2 separate regions of the Sus scrofa genome follow, and region 1 is linked to region 2. The links are chromatin contacts, called in public Hi-C maps. All regions are on one chromosome and are shown on one strand. Each heading gives the region's core, a stretch centred on a gene start, on an enhancer-like site or on the middle of the called end of the contact. The rest is flanking DNA. Distances are from core to core; before and after follow the strand shown.

The links. Hi-C and Micro-C count contacts between places; a contact is called where the count stands out from the background.
Region 1: a Hi-C map of epiblast stem cells shows a contact between it and region 2, with 2.4 times the contacts expected there. The contact joins the promoter of AKR1B1 here to the promoter of WDR91 in region 2. A contact is called at or near these places in 1 of 47 Hi-C or Micro-C datasets (epiblast stem cells) and 1 of 2 datasets of contacts at active chromatin or transcription factors (skeletal muscle).

Annotation. Positions count from the first base shown.
Region 1 is chr18:14,730,321-14,735,693 of Sscrofa11.1, forward strand. It overlaps AKR1B1 (aldo-keto reductase family 1 member B), which reads left to right and starts at 3,772. Exons shown (of 10, transcript NM_001001539.2): 1 at 3,772-3,853. The coding sequence starts at 3,788.
Region 2 is chr18:14,088,863-14,094,407 of Sscrofa11.1, forward strand. WDR91 (WD repeat-containing protein 91) reads left to right here and starts at 3,403. Exons shown (of 15, transcript XM_003134652.6): 1 at 3,403-3,605; 2 at 4,927-5,106. The coding sequence starts at 3,483.

The DNA.
Region 1 (5,373 bases), core at 2,522-5,021, 640 kb after region 2:
ACTGAATAGCTGTGCTAAAGGTGGCAAAATGTTTGTTTCTCTCTCTTGCTCTTTTTTTTTTTCTATTCTGCATTATCTATGAGGAAGACGAATATTGACCATTATCCTAATGATGTTTACCATCTAAACCTCATCTTGTGAACAAGCAAATAAATACTGACACAGCTCCCCAACAGACCAGTCCTGAGTCTCTAAGTTCCAGCCCATTCCATGACAGGGCCAAAGCCCCTGTCTGCTTCCTATGACCGCTGTAGGCTTTCTCTTTTGCCTCTCACTGCTTCCCACTCCCAGAAGGCCAACCCTGGGTGTTTCATTCAAAAATGGTGATTACTCAGCTGAGGGTACCAAAGGATGGAGTGGGCAGAGGTGGGGAGAAGGACCTTTGCTGGCATGATAGGAATGCTCTCCCTGTGGCTTTCTCTGGAGCTGTCATCAGGTGCCTGGTGTGTGGTTATCACTACTCATCACCAATGAGTAATGGCAAGGTCATTGTGCGGATGGAGGGCAGAGTTTTCCAGAGTCAGGCCATCACCCAGTAGTGGATCACAGCATCCTTTTTCATGGAACCAGGAGTGAAGCACCATTGAAATCAATGCTAGAAAAACAAAACAAAACGGAATATGCAACATCAGAGGTGCCACACATAATAAGGACGAGAATTGTTTTGTGGGTCTTCTGTTTCTGAAATATATACATAAATGTCACATGTAACCTATTTCTTACTGTGAGTCACATTAAAGAGTAACTTGAAAGCCACTGGGGTCAAGGTGAAGAGTTCAGGTGCTATAATCAAACTCTTTGGCTATGCCACTTGCTTGCTTTCAGATCTTAGCAATGTATTTCCCTTCTCTGTGCCTCAGTTTCCTCATGTGTACAATGGACGAATAATAGTACCCACTGCAAAGAGTGGTTATGAGGATTAAATGATTTAATGCATACAATGCTTGTAGAATAGTGCCAGGCACATGGAAGCTCAATAGATGTTAGCTATTATTACCAGCAGCAACAGCATCTTCACATTAATATGTGTAAAGTTCCTAAAGTGGTGCCCAAAACCTAATTCGGGCTCAGTAGCTGTTTGTCCTTGTGGAAGAGACTTTGTTGCCTACTATATTCCACCGTCGTCTGGTCTCCTCGGCTTTCTGGCACACTAGAAGATGACACTTCCCCATCTCATGGCAGACAGACAGGGCCTTGCAGCTAGGTCTAGCCAATGGATTGTAGATAGAAGGGATGTGTGCCACTTCCAGACCTGAGCAATTCATTGCTCATTGGAGACTTTCCAGTGCCCTTTGGCTCTCCTGAGGCATAAACCCTGAAGACTTGGGTTGGGGCAGCTATGGTTGAACCTCTAGCCTGTGTCCTGGAGGGACTGTGTGTGAATCTGAATCTACTTCCTCCCTTCACTGCCACCAGCCTGTATGGACAGGAAGCATGTAAACTTTGTGTGTTTGTTGATAACAACTTTATTGAGATAAAATTCATATGCCTTAATATTCACCCATTTAAAGTGTACAATTTGGTAGCTTTTCATATATTTACTGTTATAGCAGACCTCACAGGACCTTGAATGCCAAGCTAGAGAATTTAACTTTTATCCTATAGGAATTAGGGAGTTAGGAAGAAATTGTCTTTTACTTGCAAAATGTGTTTGTAAATGAAGTAATCTGACAAACAGTATTCCCTATAACTGGGCTTCTTCCTACCTTTAGCCTATATTGTTTTTCATGTTTATAATCATGTCCTATTGATGATTTTGTTTTCTACTTTCACCTTAGCATTATTTCACTTATAGTTTCCTCGGTATCTAGATTATCTTCATTTTTAATGGCTACACTTTGCCTCTTGCTGTTATTGGACTGTTCATAGTTTTACTTTGAATAGTCCAATAGTATGCTAGTCACAGTTTTAATTTATGTGCATAGAACTGTCTTTCCTACATGTGCACGTGTATGTGTGTGTTTGTGTGTGTGTGTGTGTGTTCCTTTCACTTATTTCTTCAGGATGAGATTACTGGTTCTCGTGATGGGATTACTGATTCAGAGTACATCAAGATTCTTAATGCTCTTGATAAGAATTACTAAAATGTTTCTCAGAAGTAGTCCATTGATGTTTTTTTCTAAAGCATAATTTTGATATGTGCACAATGGCATTTTACAAAGATTACAGAAGCAACAGGACAGTTAGATGCAATAGAAGATCCACAGATCTGACTTTTTACATTTGATAGCCCAGTCAGAATTCTCCATTTTTAGCCAGCTATGCCTTCATGCAGTCAACTCGATCATCAAAGAAATGACAACGAAGCTAGTCTTATTGAATCTAGTCATATTGAATCTATGTCTCTAACACATGACCCCTCTATGTATATCAACCTGGTCCCTCAAGGTATATAATTTTGCCATGAGACTTAGCCCTCTGGACAGCAACTTCTGCGTCAATGGAGATCTTACCAATGGAGAGTGGTGGGCTGCTGCTATTCTGCCACAAACTAAGTTCCTAGCTCTAGGCTTAAATTACAGTTCTATTTTTTGGGGACAAATAGTATCAGAATTTGCCTACCAACAACAGTTTTTATAAAAGTCAAATGGAAAAATCTCAGGGCTAGTCTGTTTGGTATAAAGTTTTCCGGGGGTGGGGGTGGGGGGGGGATTTTTTAGAAGTCACTAAACGGAAAATCACCAGAATAGAGTTTAGAGAGGTCTAGTTCCTGAGTCATTACCGGGGCAGATGCAGTTCCCAGTCTTGCATAATTAGGGGAAAAATTGGAGGGTGATGGAGCAGAAAGAGCAAGTTTGGGGTAGGGTATAGCATTGTGGAGAGAGGTTGCTGGAAAGAAACCAAAATGTCTGCTAAGCTCTTCCAGCAACTTTCCTTTGGGTATCTTGGAAAAGAATGTGTTTTCTTACCTGCTAACTAGGGCTGATTAATCCATTATTTTGCACCTCCTAATTTGGAATACTTGAAGCTACAGCATTAAAGTTAACTTTTCTTTTGTGGGTTTCTGCCTTAATGATCTAGAGAGTTTTGCTAACTTACTGTATATGAAATTTGCCACCTTGATTGAGTCTTACTTTCCAAAGACTGTCTTCTGTGTGTTCTGGATTAGAGCTTCCTAACCTTGCGGTACTGGCTTTTAGAAGACCTGCTGAACCACATTCAGTATAGACACACCCAGGATAGAGTGTGAAGCTAGCCCTGCAGGCTGGACAAACCCAACCAAATCTTAAACTGATGGTCTGCAACAAGATCGCGAGGTATTTCTCTGGTGTGCAGCTTTCAATGGTTAAAGTCCACTAAACTATAGCAGTAGTCGGTCTGTTCCGACAAATTAAGGACCTCTCTTTTGTTAAATTCCCAAAAAGCACGACACTGGATTTGAACAATAGACAAACATATGCGCTCTTTTAAAAAATGAAACCCAAACCCCTTCCCAAGCAACTTATTTATGGGGAGTCTATTACTTTGGCAAAAGCATTCGCGTTTCCACACACCACAGCTGTGGAGTCACCTGGGTCTCGTGGGGCGTGGGCAAACCACGGAGCGGAAAGAATCCGGTCTCGCTAGGACCTAGCGGGAGGAGCGTGCTCACCCGGCGCGCTCCCGCCCCCCGGGGCTAATCGCGGCGTTGCATCCTCGCCGTGGACTGGCCAATCAGGAGCCGCCTTTGTGTAGCCCCGCGCCTAGCGAACCGCCCCGTCTGCCGGCTCTCCCAGGCTATTTAAGGGACCATACTGCCACCTCGGCTGCGTGGTCCTCCGGTCCGAGTCTGAGGAGCTCCGCAGTCATGGCCAGCCACCTCGTGCTCTACACCGGTGCCAAGATGCCCATCTTGGGGCTGGGCACCTGGAAGGTAGGTGCCGGGAGAGCGTGGTCTGGGGCTGGTCTCCAGCTCGGCGCGACCCGAGGAGGGGAGGGACCGCGAGTGACCCTGAGCGGCCCCCAGCGCAGGACGCCTGACCTCCGAGGAGCCACGCTCGGGCTGGCGGGGCCGCCGGCGGGAGCAGGCCTGCAGCACGGTCTCCCTGGTGCCGAGGCAGGCAGCGCGCCGCCGGCTTGCGGTCTCGGGCCGGGGGCCTTGTTTGGGGGAGCTTGAGAGCGGCTCCCAGGAGGCCGACCCTTAAATCTCTGCTGGATGGGATCCGAGGGCCGCACTTTGAATCCGACCCCAGCGGGAAAGTCGCCGAGGGAGCCGGAAGGAAGCGGAGCTCCCCGAGTACCCGCCGCTCTGGTCCTGGGGATGGAGGTTGGGAGGGGCCTGGGAGGTGGAGCGGAAAGAGGAGTGGGGCGTTGGGTGCGGGCGTCCCTTGCCTAAAGGCACCTGTTGTGGCTGCGCCTTTTGTCTTTCTTCCAAATAGACCTAATTCCGTTTTTGCTCTCTTAGGGATAAGCATCCCAAGGTAAGACGGGCGACTGCAGATAATTTAATTAGGCGGCACGAGTTTTCCCAGGGACCCATCTATTTACCTGTCCCCAAGCAAAGGGCGACGAACCCCTGGGGTGTCGGGAATTGGGCAGAGAATCCGGGCCCCGGGTGGTCAACACTGCAGGCCTGAGTCAGTAGTAAAACATCAACACCACCGAAATCTCTTAACACCTGCCAAAAAATGGTTAGGAGTAAAAAGAGGGTAGTCTGATAAACTGAAAACTGGGCCGGGGGGGGGGGGTGGGTTATTATGGGCGCCGAGGCAAAACCCAATATTTTTAAGCCGCTTGTAAGTTAGCTTCGGGGTATTGTATAGTACATCCACAGCTGTGACCTGGGTTTTCCCGGGAACTTTGAGTATGGGTCTGGCATTGAATATTTATACACAGAAAGAAAAGGCTAGATGGCTTGAGGGCACCGTGAAATGGTTTGAAATACACCAGAAGCTGGTGTTTACCTCTCCCCTAAAAGTTGCAGTTGAAAAGTCTGTGAATATAAGGCGCATAAAAGGTCGTAGCGTTGCCTCCTACAAAGAGCGTTTCTTGGCCAAAGTGATCCGAATCCATGTGATTGGGTTTCCTTCATAAAGTCCAGTGGTGGCTCTAAGGGTGTAATTGAATTATGACCATTGTTCGAGTTAAATTCCATCTGTGGCAGGTTATTCTCTTGGAATGGATGTGGACAGACAATTTCTTGGCAATGGCAAAGTACAGTGTCTGTGATCACGCACAGACATACACATGTAACTGGAACAAAAGTTCCACAAAACGATACTTAACCTTACTGGGTTGGAAGTGTTTTACTAATTTTATTCTAAATTCGTATTTTCAGAAATGATGGTCCTGACCTTAGATCTTTTATTTCAAAATCACTGTTCTGGGGTAAATAAGGAGTCAAAGTTGATTTTAAAAAAAAAAAAAAAAGTTTTAAATCGTTTGCTTGAGCCA
Region 2 (5,545 bases), core at 2,153-4,652:
GGTCCAATCGGAGCTATAGCCACCGGCCATATTCCATGTGGTTAGTTTGAGCTCCAGTACTATTTGAGCACCAGAGCCACAGCAACGCGGGATCCGAGCCGCGTCTGCAATCTACACCACAGCTCACGGCAACGCCGGATCGTTAACCCACTGAGCAAGGGCAGGGATCGAACCCGCAACCTCAGGGTTCCTAGTCGGATTCGTTAACCACTGCGCCACGACGGGAACTCCCCAAGTGATTCTGATTGAATAGGTATGGGTTTGTACCAAGCATTTGTAATTTAACAAGTCCTGGAAGTAATTCTACACAGAGGGTAACATAATACATTCTGGAGAAACAGGAGGTGAATTCTACAGTTGAGTGTGGCAGGACTAAAGCCTCATCCACCATTTTGAACTCAGAGTTTCCAAAAATGCTCCTGAACTGAACAGGTACAATTAAGTTGGACATGTCTGTAGGACATCCAAGTGAAAGTGTCCCCAGGTGTCTGGGCAGGAGCTCGGAAGAAAGGTCTGGACTGGAGGTAAGGTTTGGGAGTCATCAACGAGGAGGTACTAGCTGAAGCCTCCAGGAGGGTGAGGTAGGCTGGCCAGGCTTCCGCTTCTGCTATTGTTTACTGCTTATGGGTCCCTGTTCACTTTAGCTTCTACCAAAGAGTATGTCTGGATGTCCCATGGTCTCCTCTTCTGGAGCTGCCCCTGCCTCGAGAGGTCCTATCATCCCACCTGGATGCCCAAGCCAGCAACCTGCCAATCACTGTCTCTACTCCTCATCTATCTGAGCTAATTATCAAGCCGAGTTGATTCCACTCCTCTGAAATTCTCAAGCCCTCCCCCTAATCTTCATCCCCGCTGCCCCCTCTCTAGTCTCATCTCTTGCTTGGTGTGCTACAGCCTCCAACTGACCTCCATCTTCCTCCCAGGCCTGCTTGCATCCAGTCCAGCCTCCGCTCTACAGCCAGGGTGTGTGTGCTTCAGTCACGGGCTCCTCCAACCAGCCAGAGCTAAGACTGAGGGAAGAGACTCTGGTTGCTTAGTGTTGTGTCCCCAGCATCTAGTACGGTGCCTGCCATCTAGTAGGTGTTCATTAAATGTTTACCCCCATCTGTCCCCAGGCTTTTTGTCCTTCCTCCTCGCCCAAATCTAAGGCTTAAAGGCAAAGAGAGATTATTAGATTGGAAGACAAAATAACTTGTGGTTCATCTCGTGGGCACCCACATACTTTTCTTTGTATAAGGAACTGCTGTGGACCCCCAATAGCACTTGCTTAAAGGAACCTCAGGTTACCTGTTCCTTTGATAGCAGATGCCAGAGCAGAAGCAGTAAAGGCTTAATCAGATCAGCTGGAGCTAATCAGTGAGCTAGAAAATCTAGGCGTCTCTAGTTACATAAAGACAACTCAGTTAAATGCCTCTAAAATCTTTAAAGAGTGAAATGGTATAAAGGGGGAACGGGGGAAGAGGGATACTTTGGACAAGGAACCAGTCAGAAGCCTACACACTGGAGTGACCCAGGAGTTTCTATTCCCTCTAACAGGGCTGTCCTGCTGGAGGGTGGCTGGGTCCTCAGAAATGGTCCTCACTCATAAATATTTATTGAGCATCTGCTATAAGCCAGCCACTGTTTTAGGCAACGGGGATATAGTAACAAACAATCCAGAAAAAAAAAAAATCTCTTTTTATGCAGCATATAACTTGGGGTGGGGGTGGGGGACAAATAAAACAAGTAAAATATCTAGTCCGTGACATGGTGATAAGTGCTATGGAGAAGGATCTAACGGGTCAAGAAGGACAGGAATTCTGGAGGTGAGAGCACTGCTCTTTTCTGCAGGATGGTCAGACCTTTCTGAGAAGGTGACATTAGTGCAAACATGTGCAGCCCCCTTGGTGTGTTTGCTCCAATGAGCTATTCATATGAGAATCTGGGAGAAGGCATTCCTGGTAGAGGAAAGCGTTCCTGTTAAGACCCAGGAGGGCTGCTTTTTGTTGATTAGAAAACCAATGTTAGTTGGTTTTATAGGCCTTGGTCTGAAGTTGCCAGGGCAGTTGGAGGTGGGGGAGGTAGAAGCTGTGGCTGCAGCTTCAAGGTGTCTTTAGGGAAACCTAATTCACAGTGTCCCTGGAGGGGAAGGTTTTGTTTTGGTGTTGGCTACTTGTGTGGATTTCCCAAGTTCACCCCCCTTTGAAGATCTAAGGTTGCAGTCAAAGAAGGATTTGCTCTGGGCCTCCTAGTAATCACACAGGTGACTCTTCTTTCCTGGCCTGTGCAGCAAGGCTGTTTGCCTGGGGGAAACTTACACCTATGGAGACAGGTAAAGCAGGCACAGAGGGTGGAACAAGACTGACTCTGCCTTGTCTTGCCATGGGTTTTGCTCTTTGTTATCTTTTCAGGGTTCTCTGGGGCAGATCGGAACAGCTTTGGGGCTAAATTTCCGTGTGGTAGGACTGGAGGATCTGAGTTGAGTGGCAGTAGTGATTCTGAGTAGTACTTTGACAAATATAGACAGCCATACCATTAGAGGGAAGAAGGGGACAGAATTTGCAGTTCAGCCATGGGCTTATTCATTGGGCTAAGCATTTTACATACATTATTTTATTACACTTTTATTATTACTCTGCAAGGTAGGTGTTGTCAGTATTTTAAGACAAGGAAAGTGTGGCTCAAAGATACAGGTTCCCTGCTAACAAATATATGGGCACTTTATAAAAATTTCAAGCAAAAAACTAAAAAATAGGAAGTGAAAGTCCCCTATATAGTCTCACCTCTTAGAGGAAATAACTACAAGCTCTTAGCATGTAATATTCCTGAATTTTAAAAATGTACACACAAACACATACACGAATACCTTTCCCTCCCCCGCTCAAGAAACCGGAACCATATTATAATACTGTTCTGAAACTTGCCTTTTTTCACTTAACAGGGTACCTGTGGTGTTAATATATCTTATTAATGACAGCAGGCTTTTGGGGGAGTCAGAGCTCTCTGATAACACACTTGGTTGTGTGGCTTCACACAAGTCACTCTGCCTCTCAGGACTACAGTTTTCCCCCTTTGTAAAACGAGTGCAGGGCACAGAGGATTCCGCGATGTAATACCAACAAGCAGGGCACCTCAGCCCCCTGCCTGCCTCGTGACCATCTGGGATGATCACCAAGCTCCGGCCCTCCTTGACTTGGACGGCAGCCGCCACTTTCAATAACTCAGATGACAAAACCGCAGCCAGTAAACTCTGACGAGCCGCGCTTCTTTCATTTGCTCCTGGAGGGGGGGTGGTGTGGGGTGTGATGGTGACGGGAGCAGCTGGGCGGGGCGGGGGCGAGGCCGGGGCGGGGCCACAGGCGCGCGGCGCGCGGTGCGTGCGGGCTGGTAGGCCAGCCGCTGGGTGACGCGCTCGGCGCCCGCGCCCGGCCCCGCCCCTCGCCGCTCAGGCCCCGCCCCTCCGTCGCTCGCGCTCCTCTGCCCCTCAAGGCGCTGGCGCAGAGATGGCGGAGGCGGTGGAGCGCACTGACGAGCTCGTCCGCGAGTACTTGCTCTTTCGCGGCTTCACGCACACACTGCGGCAGCTGGACGCCGAGATCAAGGCGGACAAGGAGAAGGGGTTTCGGGTGAGAGGCCGGCAGGCGCGGCGCGGACAGGGGCGGCCCCAAGGGAGCCTAGAGCTGGCTGTACCCCAGCACTGCCCTCCCGGGCGGGAGTGGCGCTGTCACCGCGCCAGGGGGACCGTCGACATCAGCGCGTCCGGCACTCGCTTGACAGATGAGGAACTGTGGCCCTGAGAGGGGACGGGACTTGCCTGAAGTTGCCCAGCGAATCAGAGCATCACTGAGGCTGCAGCCCTGGTGCCCTGACTCCCGGTCCAGGGCTCCGTTCTCCACCCGTCTCCCAGCAGGTGCTGGCCAATCATTGGCCGGGATGGTGATGAGGTTTTAGGAGCTAAGGTTGGGTAGATGCTTGGGCTTTGGCAACAGAAATATCTAAAAGTTGGCTTCCACTGGCATCGAGAGCAAAGTGATCTGCGGCCCAATGCTTTGGCTGGGTTCAGGTGTCTGTGTGTTTGAAATGGCTTCTTCAGTAACTCATTGGCAGCTTTGCTTCACCGTTGAGGAAGACCTGTACATTTGAAAACATACTTCCTTAGCTCCGACGTGATTTTTCTGTTGAGAAATTCTTGGAATTTACATGTGTGTGATTTGTGTATATGTTTGCTGACTTCAGGTGGTGTAGGCGGGTGAAATGAGGGAGGCAGTGAGCCAGCAGCAAGAACACTGGAGGGGAGTTCTGAGACCTGGGTTCTTGTCTTGCCGAAGTTAGTGGCTGCTTGGTGGCAAAGGCAAATCATTTCAGCTCTCCAGGCCTCAGTGTCCTGATCTGTAAAGTAGGGGTGTTGGAATGGTTTCAATATCCAAAAGCTTTTCCGTCTCATGTACTCTGGTGTGATCACTTCTCACAAGGAGGAGACTCCTTTGGCTAACACTGAGCAGCTGGCAGCGTTTTGGTGTGCTTTGAGGACACGGAATCCTGGAATGGAGGCATTGGGAGGAGGAGCATGGAGGTTGTCTCACTCTTTTTTGCTTTTTGAAATCTCAGGTCACCGGGGAGTTGCAGTGATGTAGCTAGAATGGTTGAGTAAGTCAGAGGCAGATCCAGGCCCTGGACCCAGATCTTCTGGTTTCCGGGCCAGAGTGCTTTTACACTTGAAATTTCCATGCCTGCTTTCAGGGTCAAAACACATATCTAACATCAGGAAATAACTTCAAAGCTATTACATTATTGTGTTTTGAAAGTTTTGTAGATTGCTAACCTAAAAAAAATTTTTTTTTAATATCCAGAAGCCACAGCAAAAGGAAAAACTGTATTAACTCTGAAATGAGGGAGAAATCCCTTCTGTTTTACACCACCTTCTCCATCGGGTTTTTCTCTTACCAGGTGGACAAGATTGTGGACCAGCTGCAGCAGTTAATGCAGGTGTATGACCTGGCTGCCCTTCGAGATTATTGGAACTACCTGGAGCGTAGGCTCTTCAGCCGCTTGGAAGATATGTATAGACCCACCATCAACAAGTTGAAAACCAGTCTTTTCCGCTTTTATCTCGTCTACACAATCCAGGTGCTTTTGGTTCTGGAATTTCTTGGTGGAGAGAGTTCTTTGATCCAGAAGTAGATTTTCTTTTAATGCCTAGGGACGGCTCTCTCCGTTACTCTGGGAAGGGGTGGAACAGCCACAGTGCAAATTATTTTTGACTTTTTTTTTCCTTCTGATCTGTAGATCATCTGACTTGTCTTCCTCATTCCTATTTCCCCTCTTGTTTTAAGCACGTAAGCCTGAGTGGTATTTTAAGGGATATAAGGAGCTGGCTTAAAGTTTGAGGTATAAAGATTATGGCTGACCTGGGGAGTAAATCACTTGGATAATGGAAAAATCAGCTTGGAATTAATTTTGAGGATGCCATTTATCATCAGGACTTTAGTTTAAACCAGCTTTTTTTTTTTTTTTTTTTAATTTTATGACCAAACGTGTGGCATATGGAAGTTTTCTGGCCAGGGAT